Linked DNA regions of Mus musculus: region 2 is linked to region 1. A link is a contact called in public HiChIP or PLAC-seq data. All regions are on one chromosome and are shown on one strand. Each heading gives the region's core, a stretch centred on a gene start, on an enhancer-like site or on the middle of the called end of the contact. The rest is flanking DNA. Distances are from core to core; before and after follow the strand shown. Region 1 overlaps Zfp14 (zinc finger protein 14). Region 2 has its middle 21 kb from the start of Zfp382.

Region 1 (4,205 bases), core at 746-3,245:
GGCAGATTTCTGAGTTCAAGACCAGCCTGGTCTACAAAGTGAGTTCCAGGATAGCCAAGGCTACACAGAGAAACCCTGTCTTGAAAAAACCAAAACCAAACAAACAAAAAAAGATTTAGAAATTCCTACAGTTATAAAGGCCTACTCAGATTAATAACAGCTGGCTCAGAGGTGTATGTCTAACCACAAATATCTCTGCTGTGTTCAACAGCAGACTTCTATAAATTTTTAAATAAGGAACAACATGTGCTTATAAGTAAACTTTATAAATTCCTAACGTCTATTCAGGGCAGAAATTGACTTGAAGATATATTTCCAGCCTCTTTGTCTTTTTTTTTCTTCTTCTTATAAAAACATGGTCAGGCGTATCACAGCAATACCCCACTCCTGGTCAGCCTCTTTGTCTTTACAACTGTATTTATCGTTTAAAGTTTGGTTTTAATGCCAACGGATTTTCAATTCAAAATTTTAAGGCTAAAACTTAACATAGATAAAATTGTAAAATCCTAACTTTATATAAGCTACTAACTTGTAAAGTGTTAAAGATAATTATCAAGTTAATTATAAATTATCAAATTCTTTTTTTTTTTTTTTTTTTTTTTTGGTTTTTCTGAGACAGGGTTTCTCTGTGTAGCCCTGGCTGTCCTGGAACTCACTTTGTAGACCAGGCTGGCCTCGAACTCAGAAATCCGCCTGCCTCTGCCTCCCGAGTGCTGGGATTAAAGGCATGTGCCACCACACCCGGCTACTCAAATTCTTTAATATGCTCAGAGCTATGCATATAGCCATCTGCCTTACTCGTGATTATTATTGCTGTGGTGAAACACCATGATCAAAGGCCATTTGGAGAGGAAAAGGTTTATTTGGCTTACACTTCTGTGTTGCTGTGAATCACTGAAGGAAGTCAGGACAGGAACTCAAGTACAGTAGGAAGTGGAGGCAGGAGCTGATGCAGCGACCATGGAGGGTGCTGTCTACTGGCTTGCTCTTCACAGCTTGCTCGGCTTACTTACAGAACCCAGACTGCCATGCACCGTTTTGGTCCTCTCTCCGTCTGCTTGATCTTCTCTCTCTTCCCGTCTCTCTCCTCTCATGGCCCAGATCAGTCTACTGTCCGTGTATAGTGTACTTTCTCTCCCTGCTTTGGACTCTTCCAGATGCCTCTGGCTGTGCTCTCCCTCTTATCTACAATAAACACCTCCTCAGCCACACCTGGGAGTGATCATGTCCTCATTTTATACACTAGGAGGTAAAGTTTTACAGCTCTTCACTTAGACCGTAGGGAGATGTTTTAGAGTTTTACTGCTGTGAATAGACACCATGACCAAGGCAACTCTTATAAAGACAACATTTAAATTGGGACTGGCTTACAGGTTCAGAGGTTCAGTTCATTATCATCAAAGCGAGAACATGGCAGCATCCAGGCAGGCATGGTGCAGGAGGAGCTGAGAGTTCTACAAATTCACCTGAAGGCTGCTAGCAGAATACTGGCTTCCGGGCAGCTAGGATGAGGGTCTTAAAGCCCACACCCACAGTGACACACCTACTCCAACAAGGCCACACCTTCTAACAGTGCCACTCCCATCACAAAAGACATGGCTTGGAAGCATGAAGCTTGTCTAGATACTGCTTTTCAGAGCTTCCCACCCCCCCATGTTTGGTGCGCCTGCGCGCGTGCTGCGCGTGTGCGCGTGCGCGAGTGTAGAGCTGAGGGGATGGGAAGCTGACATCAGATGGCTTCCTCAGCAGCTTTCCACCTCGAGACAGTCTCACTCTCTCATCATGGAGCCCCAACTGGCCTGGGATTCCTATGTAGACCAGGGTCTTCAAATTCAGCCATCCACCTGCCTCTGTCTTGGGGTGCTGGGGTCACAGGTGTGCATCACCATGCCCCGCTCACCTTGTTTGTGACAGGATTTCTCACTGAACCGGGAGCTTCAGTGATGGCCAGACAGGGATCCATCAGTGCCACACACGCCACCACTGCCCTGTGCTGCGGTTATCGGCAGATGAAAAGACCTCGCCTCATTTCTCCATCGTTGCCAGAGATCCCAAGACACCATGCTGTAGCAGCATGCACTTTGCTGAGCCATCTCCCTCAGGTGGTCTAGTTTTTATTGTCATCATTGTTACTGTTTGTTGAGAGGGGATTAAATTCCAGTATCTCCTGTATTGGCTTTCTGAGTGCGGGCAGCACAGATGCGACTGCACACCTAATATAAATGTATATAACCAAGCTTATTTTAACATGAAGATAATTTGAAAAACTTTGTTATGAGCTATTTCCTAAAGCTTGTGCTTGGTTTGGCACTGGATTTATTTATTTATGGTTCTTGATGGTCAACACCTATTTTATGTGGCAAGTCCATAAAGAGAACTCCCCTGATAATCAAAGGCTGTCACTTGCCTTCACGTTGCTTTGGTGGCATTTAACCAGCGTAGATATGCAGACAGCTTACTTCCCAACTAGTTTCCAATTTGTTTTGTTTTTTAAAATATTGATATTTCAAGCACATACAAAAGACATGGAACAATCGCCCTCCATGATCAAACAACCCATTCAGTCACTCGCAATGTTTTGCTGCTCTAAATTCTGTCAGGTCCATATATATATATATACATACATACATATATATAAATAATTTTTTTTCCGACAGGGTTCCTTTGTGTAGGTTTGGCTGTCCTGTAAGTCACTCTGTAGACCAGGCTGGCCTCACACTCTCATACATTTGCCTGTTTCTGCCTTCTGAGTACTGGATTAAAGTTGGGCACCACTACACCTGGTTTTGTCAACTGCCTTTCTTTTGTTGATTTTCCCTCCTTCACTTTAGACATAGCCCTCCTCTGTGGCCCAGTCTAGGATTCAACAAAGATCCTTCTGGGCACATCATGGCACTAGAATCTAGAAAACAGTGAATCCCTCAATTCTATTTTTTTTCTTCTGCATTTACTGATTAAAATTGCTTAAGGGAGCAGGGCGTGGTGGTGCACATCTTTAATCCCAGCACTCGGGAGGCAGAGGCAGGCGGATTTCTGAGTTCGAGGCCAGCCTGGTCTACAGAGTGAGTTTCAGGACAGCCAGAGCTATACAGAGAAACCCTGTCTCGAAAAACCAAAAGAAAGAAAGAAAGAAAGAAAGAAAGAAAGAAAGAAAGAAAGAAAGAAAGAAAGAAAGAAAGAAAGAGAGAGAGAGAGAGAGGGACGGAGGGAGGGAGGGAGGGAGGGAGGGAGGGAGGGAGGGAGAGAGAGAGAGAGAGAGAGAGAGAGAGAGAGAAAGAAAGAGAAAATACAGCAAACTGGGCTTGAAAGATGGCTCAGTGATTAAGAGCACTGACTACTCTTCCAAAGGTCCTGAGTTCAATTCCCAGCAACCACATGGTGGCTTACAACCATCTGTAATGGGATCTAATGCCCTCTTCTGGTGTGTCTAAAGACAGCAACTGTGTACTTACATATTTTTTTTTTTAAAGAGAAAATATACCAATCTGGGCATATATTGACTATAAAGCTTCTTTATTTATTTGTGTGTGCACGGTATTTATTTGTGTGATTTCTGTTTGTATGTGTGCAGTGGACTTGTGCCCAGGTGCATGTGGAGATCCTAGGTTATCTGAGGAACCATGTCCATTCACTCTTCCACTGTATGCACTGGGGCAGGGGCTCTCAATCCAACCCAGAGCTCGCCGATATAGCTAGATATAGTTTGGCTAGCCATCTTGCTTTGGATATCTGGTCTCTATCTCCAGAGGCTGGAATTACAAGTGAGCCACTACATCTACCTGGCAGTTAACTTGAGTTCTGGGGATCCAAAGTTGGGTCCTCATGCTTACACAGCAAGCACTTTAACCACACAGGCACTTCCGTGGCCCCAATACTTACATATGTGTGTGCATAACAATGAGATCCCTAAGCTGCTAGTTGTCCTTTATGTTAGCTATCCTTGAAACTGCGTGATTAAACATGAATTTGGTCAGAGAAGGGATTCTAAATGAGCTGCTTTTTTGAAATGTGAAGAAGTCATTTCCTCGGATTCCTTAATAGTTAAGTTTTAATAACACACATTCATGAAACTCAGTCTCCTTTCAACATGAAGTTTTTGCTCAAGTGACAAAAATCTCCCATTTCCTATAATTTCCTAGGTCTTACCCAGGAGAAATTATGTTGAGGTTTATAAATGCAGAGATGTGAAAGGAGGCATTTCTACA
Region 2 (3,915 bases), core at 1,236-3,735, 110 kb after region 1:
CTTTAGAACTAGCAAAGAGCGAAGAGCTACATCTGGGATCTGCAAGCAGAAAGAGAGAAAAGAAAGGAGGGAGGGAGAGGGAGAGGGAGAGAGAGAGAGAGAGAGAGAGAGAGATTGAGAACCTGGACCTGGGTTCAAAACCCCACCACCAGTGACACATGTCCTTCAACAAGGCCATACCTCCTAATCCTTCTCAAATAGTGTCATTCCATGGCAACTAAGTGTTCAACTACAAGAGAAAAGTATGAACGATACATGCCATTCTTATTCAAACCACCACACTTTTCCTTGAATCAACAACTCACGCTACAAGACGGGCGTTGCATTTGACCCTAGTTGCAACACCTGTCCATCTAATAAGCCTTAAATGGCAGGCTTCGTGTCTGGGGGTGGGAGATTTAGAGAGCACACCTGTGTGAAATATAATGGGCCATGTGTTCTGTGGGGCATTTTTTGTTTGTTTTTCGAGACAGGGTTTCTCTGTATAGCCCTGGCTGTCCTGGAACTCACTTTGTAGACCAGGCTGGCCTCGAACTCAGAAATTCGCCTGCCTCTGCCTCCCAAGTGCTGGGATTAAAGGCGTGCGCTACCATGCCCTGCTCTGTGGGGCATTCTTTAAAGGAGAGCATAGTGGCTGACCAAAAACCTTTGCATGCCCATTAGTGTACATGCAATCATTGGGAATGGCATTAAGTAGTGGCCAGTGTGGTTTTGCCCTTGGTTTTGAGCAGTATTATTTGTGACATGCTACATGAATACATTTGGGGGACAGTGAAATGGCTTTGTCAAGCCTGAAGACCTGAGTTGGATCCCTGGGACCTGTACAATGGATGGAGAGAACTGACCCATGGATGTTGTCCTCTTGACTTCCAGGAACATGCCTGCACATATACATACACACAAATATAGTTAAAATTCTTTGTTTGAAAGGTCTATTCAGGCATGATAGCACACACCTTTAGTCCCAGCTCTCAGGAAGCAGAGGCAGATGGATCTTAGTGAGTTAGAGGCCAGCCTAGTCTACAAAGTGAGTTCCTGGACAGAGAAACCTCATCTTGGAACAACAAAAAAATGTAGGTGTATTCTGCATTCTTGATCATATTTTCTCCTGCAGCACACATCCTCTGAGATTCTTCTAATGTACTTTGAGGCAAGGGCACACTCAGCAGCCTAGGCTGCCCTCAAAATGCTTATCATTTTGCCTCAGAATCTCAAGTTATGGTTTGAATATAAATGTGTCCCGACAGGCTCCTGAGTCTATACCCTTGGTTCCTATCATATGCTGCATTTGGGGAGGGGGTTGTGAAACGTTGAAGACTTGTTTGAAACTAAGTGAGTCGAAAAGAGAAACGGTCTTCAGAGAGCATGCCACCATCCCTCAGATCTTGCTGTTCAGCCGCTGAGTGTGTGTTGGAGTGAGTTGTGGGAGGAACGGATGACAGGAGCTCAGCAAGATCTACCACCATCTTTCTTTCTACAAAAGCTTACCGCCGTCCCAGCTAGAAGGAGCATTTACAGAGCCAGGGTTCAAGACTGCAGGGCTAGGAAGGAAGGAGGCAGCAAAGCACAGGGTTTCTCTGTGTGGCCCTGGCGACCCTGGAACTCACTCTGTAGCCCAGGCTGGGCTAGAACTCAGAGATTGCCTGCCTCTGCCTCCCCAGTCCCGACCGGAATTTAAGGTGTGCACTACCATGCCAGACTTATTGGCAACCTTTTGAAAAAAAATGCAGATAGACAAAAATAAAAGGCCAAGTGTCATGATTCATTCCTTTAATCCCAGGACCTCAGAGGCAGAGAGTTGTAGATCTTTGTGTTTGAGACCTGTTTGGTTTATATCGGGAGATCCAGGACAACCAGAAGTACATAACTGAGAGACCAGTCTCAAAAAACAAAAATCAAAAATTGGCGTCGAGCTAGGCACTCATTCTACTGATACCTGGCTGTATTTACTCAGGCACCGGAGGCCAGGAGTCCCCGAGGAAAACAATCAATCCATGCTTCATTGGAAGGTGACTGTTTAATGTAAGCACCATTTTTAGTCTTCAGAGGCAAAAGCACACTCCTCAACAGACTCTAAACAAATTGGAAGTGCAGGAATGGAGCCCTGCCCCATGAACCCAGTCAGTATAATACTAAGTCAAGGCAGCAGCATCCTAACGATGGAGGACTTCAAATCCATCACAGCCCACATCACAAATCATGGAAGTCACTCAAAAGGCTCCTTGTCAGCGCAGGTACCCAAGCCCAGCCACGCATTTAATCATGGCCTCATCACACAAACGCCCGCAAGTAGGCACACACAAACGCGAACTCCACTTTGGAGTTCTGGTGCAAGCAAGCCAGACTCAGACCCAAAAATCAGAGGTTTGAACGTGGCCCGGTGGTCGGTGGGAAATGTAGTGCAAGGTCTGCAAAACCCGGATGTCAGGAAGGTGAGTGTGGCCAGCAACACCACCGACCCACCGCAAAGACCCCCGGGATAGAACGAGCGCGCCTCCCCGCGCAGGCGCACAGTTCTAACCAGCGGTCGGAGGTGATCCCAATGGGTCTGGGTGAAGTGGGCGGGTATTGAGCGAGCCCGGCTGGGCAAGCTGAAGGGGAAGGCTGGGTTAGGGTAGACAAAGAAGAAAAAACCCGGGGAGTACAGGGGGAGCCCAGGCAGTAGAGGCAGCGAGCGGAGAGAATGTAGCCAGGGCGGGAGCTGAGGGCGCGCCTCCCGGAGGGAAGGAGGGAAGCGAGCCCGGCCCGCGCCAGAGTTTTGGTTTGTTTGGATTCTTGCCCAGAAGACTCCACTTGTGTGTCTTTTTGAGTCTGTTCTGTATAGGACAGTTTTAGGAAACGATTGTTAACCCGAATGGTAAGGGGGAAACGAGTGTGTCTGCGATTTAAAGTGAGTCGATTTGTTTGACAGCTTAGGACTCTGGAGAGTGAACGGGATTGCAGTTGCCTTGGGGGCCTCTAGGATGTAGACTACAAGTGGTCAATACCATTTTGATTGAGTCGAATTTTGAAGTGTTTGTGTTCGAAGTCCATGAGGACTCGTGAAGTTGCTTATTATGTGACGCTAGTGGAGTACGTGAGAAAACTCGTCTTGGCTAGTTGGCATTGTTTAAACTTCCATAATAGTTGCTGTTTTATTTTCATGGGCAACTTAAAAAGTGTAATTGGGGGGCTGGTGAGATGGCTCAGTGGGTAAGAGCACCCGACTGCTCTTCCGAAGGTCAGGAGTTCAAATCCCAGCAACCACATGGTGGCTCACAACCATCCGTAACGAGATCTGATTCCCTCTTCTGGAGTGTCTGAAGACAGCTACAGTGTACTTACATATAATAAATAAATAAATCTTTAAAAAAAAAAAAAGTGTAATTGGCTGATTCCTTTTATTTTGTTTCGAGACAGGGTTTCTCTGTGTAGCCCTGACTGTCCTGGAACTCACTCTATTGACCAGGCTGGCCTCGAACTCAGAAATCCATCTGCCTCTGCACCCAGAGTGCGGGGACTAAGGACAAGTGCCACCACTCTCTGCTGATCTATTCATTATTTTATTTTACATTTTTTGGAATGGGAACTCACTGTGTAGCCCTAGTTGAGTTCGAATTAAAAGGGATCCATCTACTGCTGCCTCCAGAGTGTTGGGATTAAAGGTGTGTGCTGAGATTTTTGTTTTAATTATTTTTCTAAATTTATTTTATTCCTATGACTACACTGTAGCTGTCTTCAGACACACCAGAAGAGGGCTGTTACAGATGGCTGTGAGCCACCATGTAGTTGCTGAGACTTCAACTCAGGACCTCTGGAAGAGTAGTCAAGTGCTCTTAACCTCCGAGCCATCTCTCCAGCCCCTTAATTATTTTTAATGAAGAAAAATAAAAATTTGAGGGAGCATCACTGTAGATTGAGAAACCGCAGAGTGAA

The links. HiChIP or PLAC-seq counts read pairs in DNA pulled down with a chosen protein or histone mark.
Region 2: an H3K27ac HiChIP or PLAC-seq map of embryonic stem cells shows a contact between it and region 1, with 5 read pairs. The contact joins two enhancer-like sites. A contact is called at or near these places in 1 of 484 Hi-C or Micro-C datasets (nephron progenitors), 1 of 115 datasets of contacts at active chromatin or transcription factors (embryonic stem cells) and 3 of 9 other capture datasets (adipose tissue, liver and pancreatic islet).

What each region holds. Positions count from the first base shown.
Region 1 is chr7:30,032,861-30,037,065 of GRCm38.p6, forward strand. It overlaps Zfp14 (zinc finger protein 14), which reads right to left. Exons shown (of 5, transcript NM_178733.5): 5 at 3,499-4,205. Among named protein-coding and RNA genes, the nearest start is that of Zfp14, 16 kb to the right of the region's middle. Within about 2 kb of position 1,996, at least 10 of the 459 cell types and tissues checked have an H3K27ac peak or open chromatin away from gene starts, as enhancers often do. A contact at or near this core is called in embryonic stem cells, where this site is marked.
Region 2 is chr7:30,141,211-30,145,125 of GRCm38.p6, forward strand. No RefSeq gene overlaps it. Among named protein-coding and RNA genes, the nearest start is that of Zfp382, 21 kb to the left of the region's middle. Within about 2 kb of position 2,486, at least 161 of the 459 cell types and tissues checked have an H3K27ac peak or open chromatin away from gene starts, as enhancers often do. A contact at or near this core is called in embryonic stem cells, where this site is marked.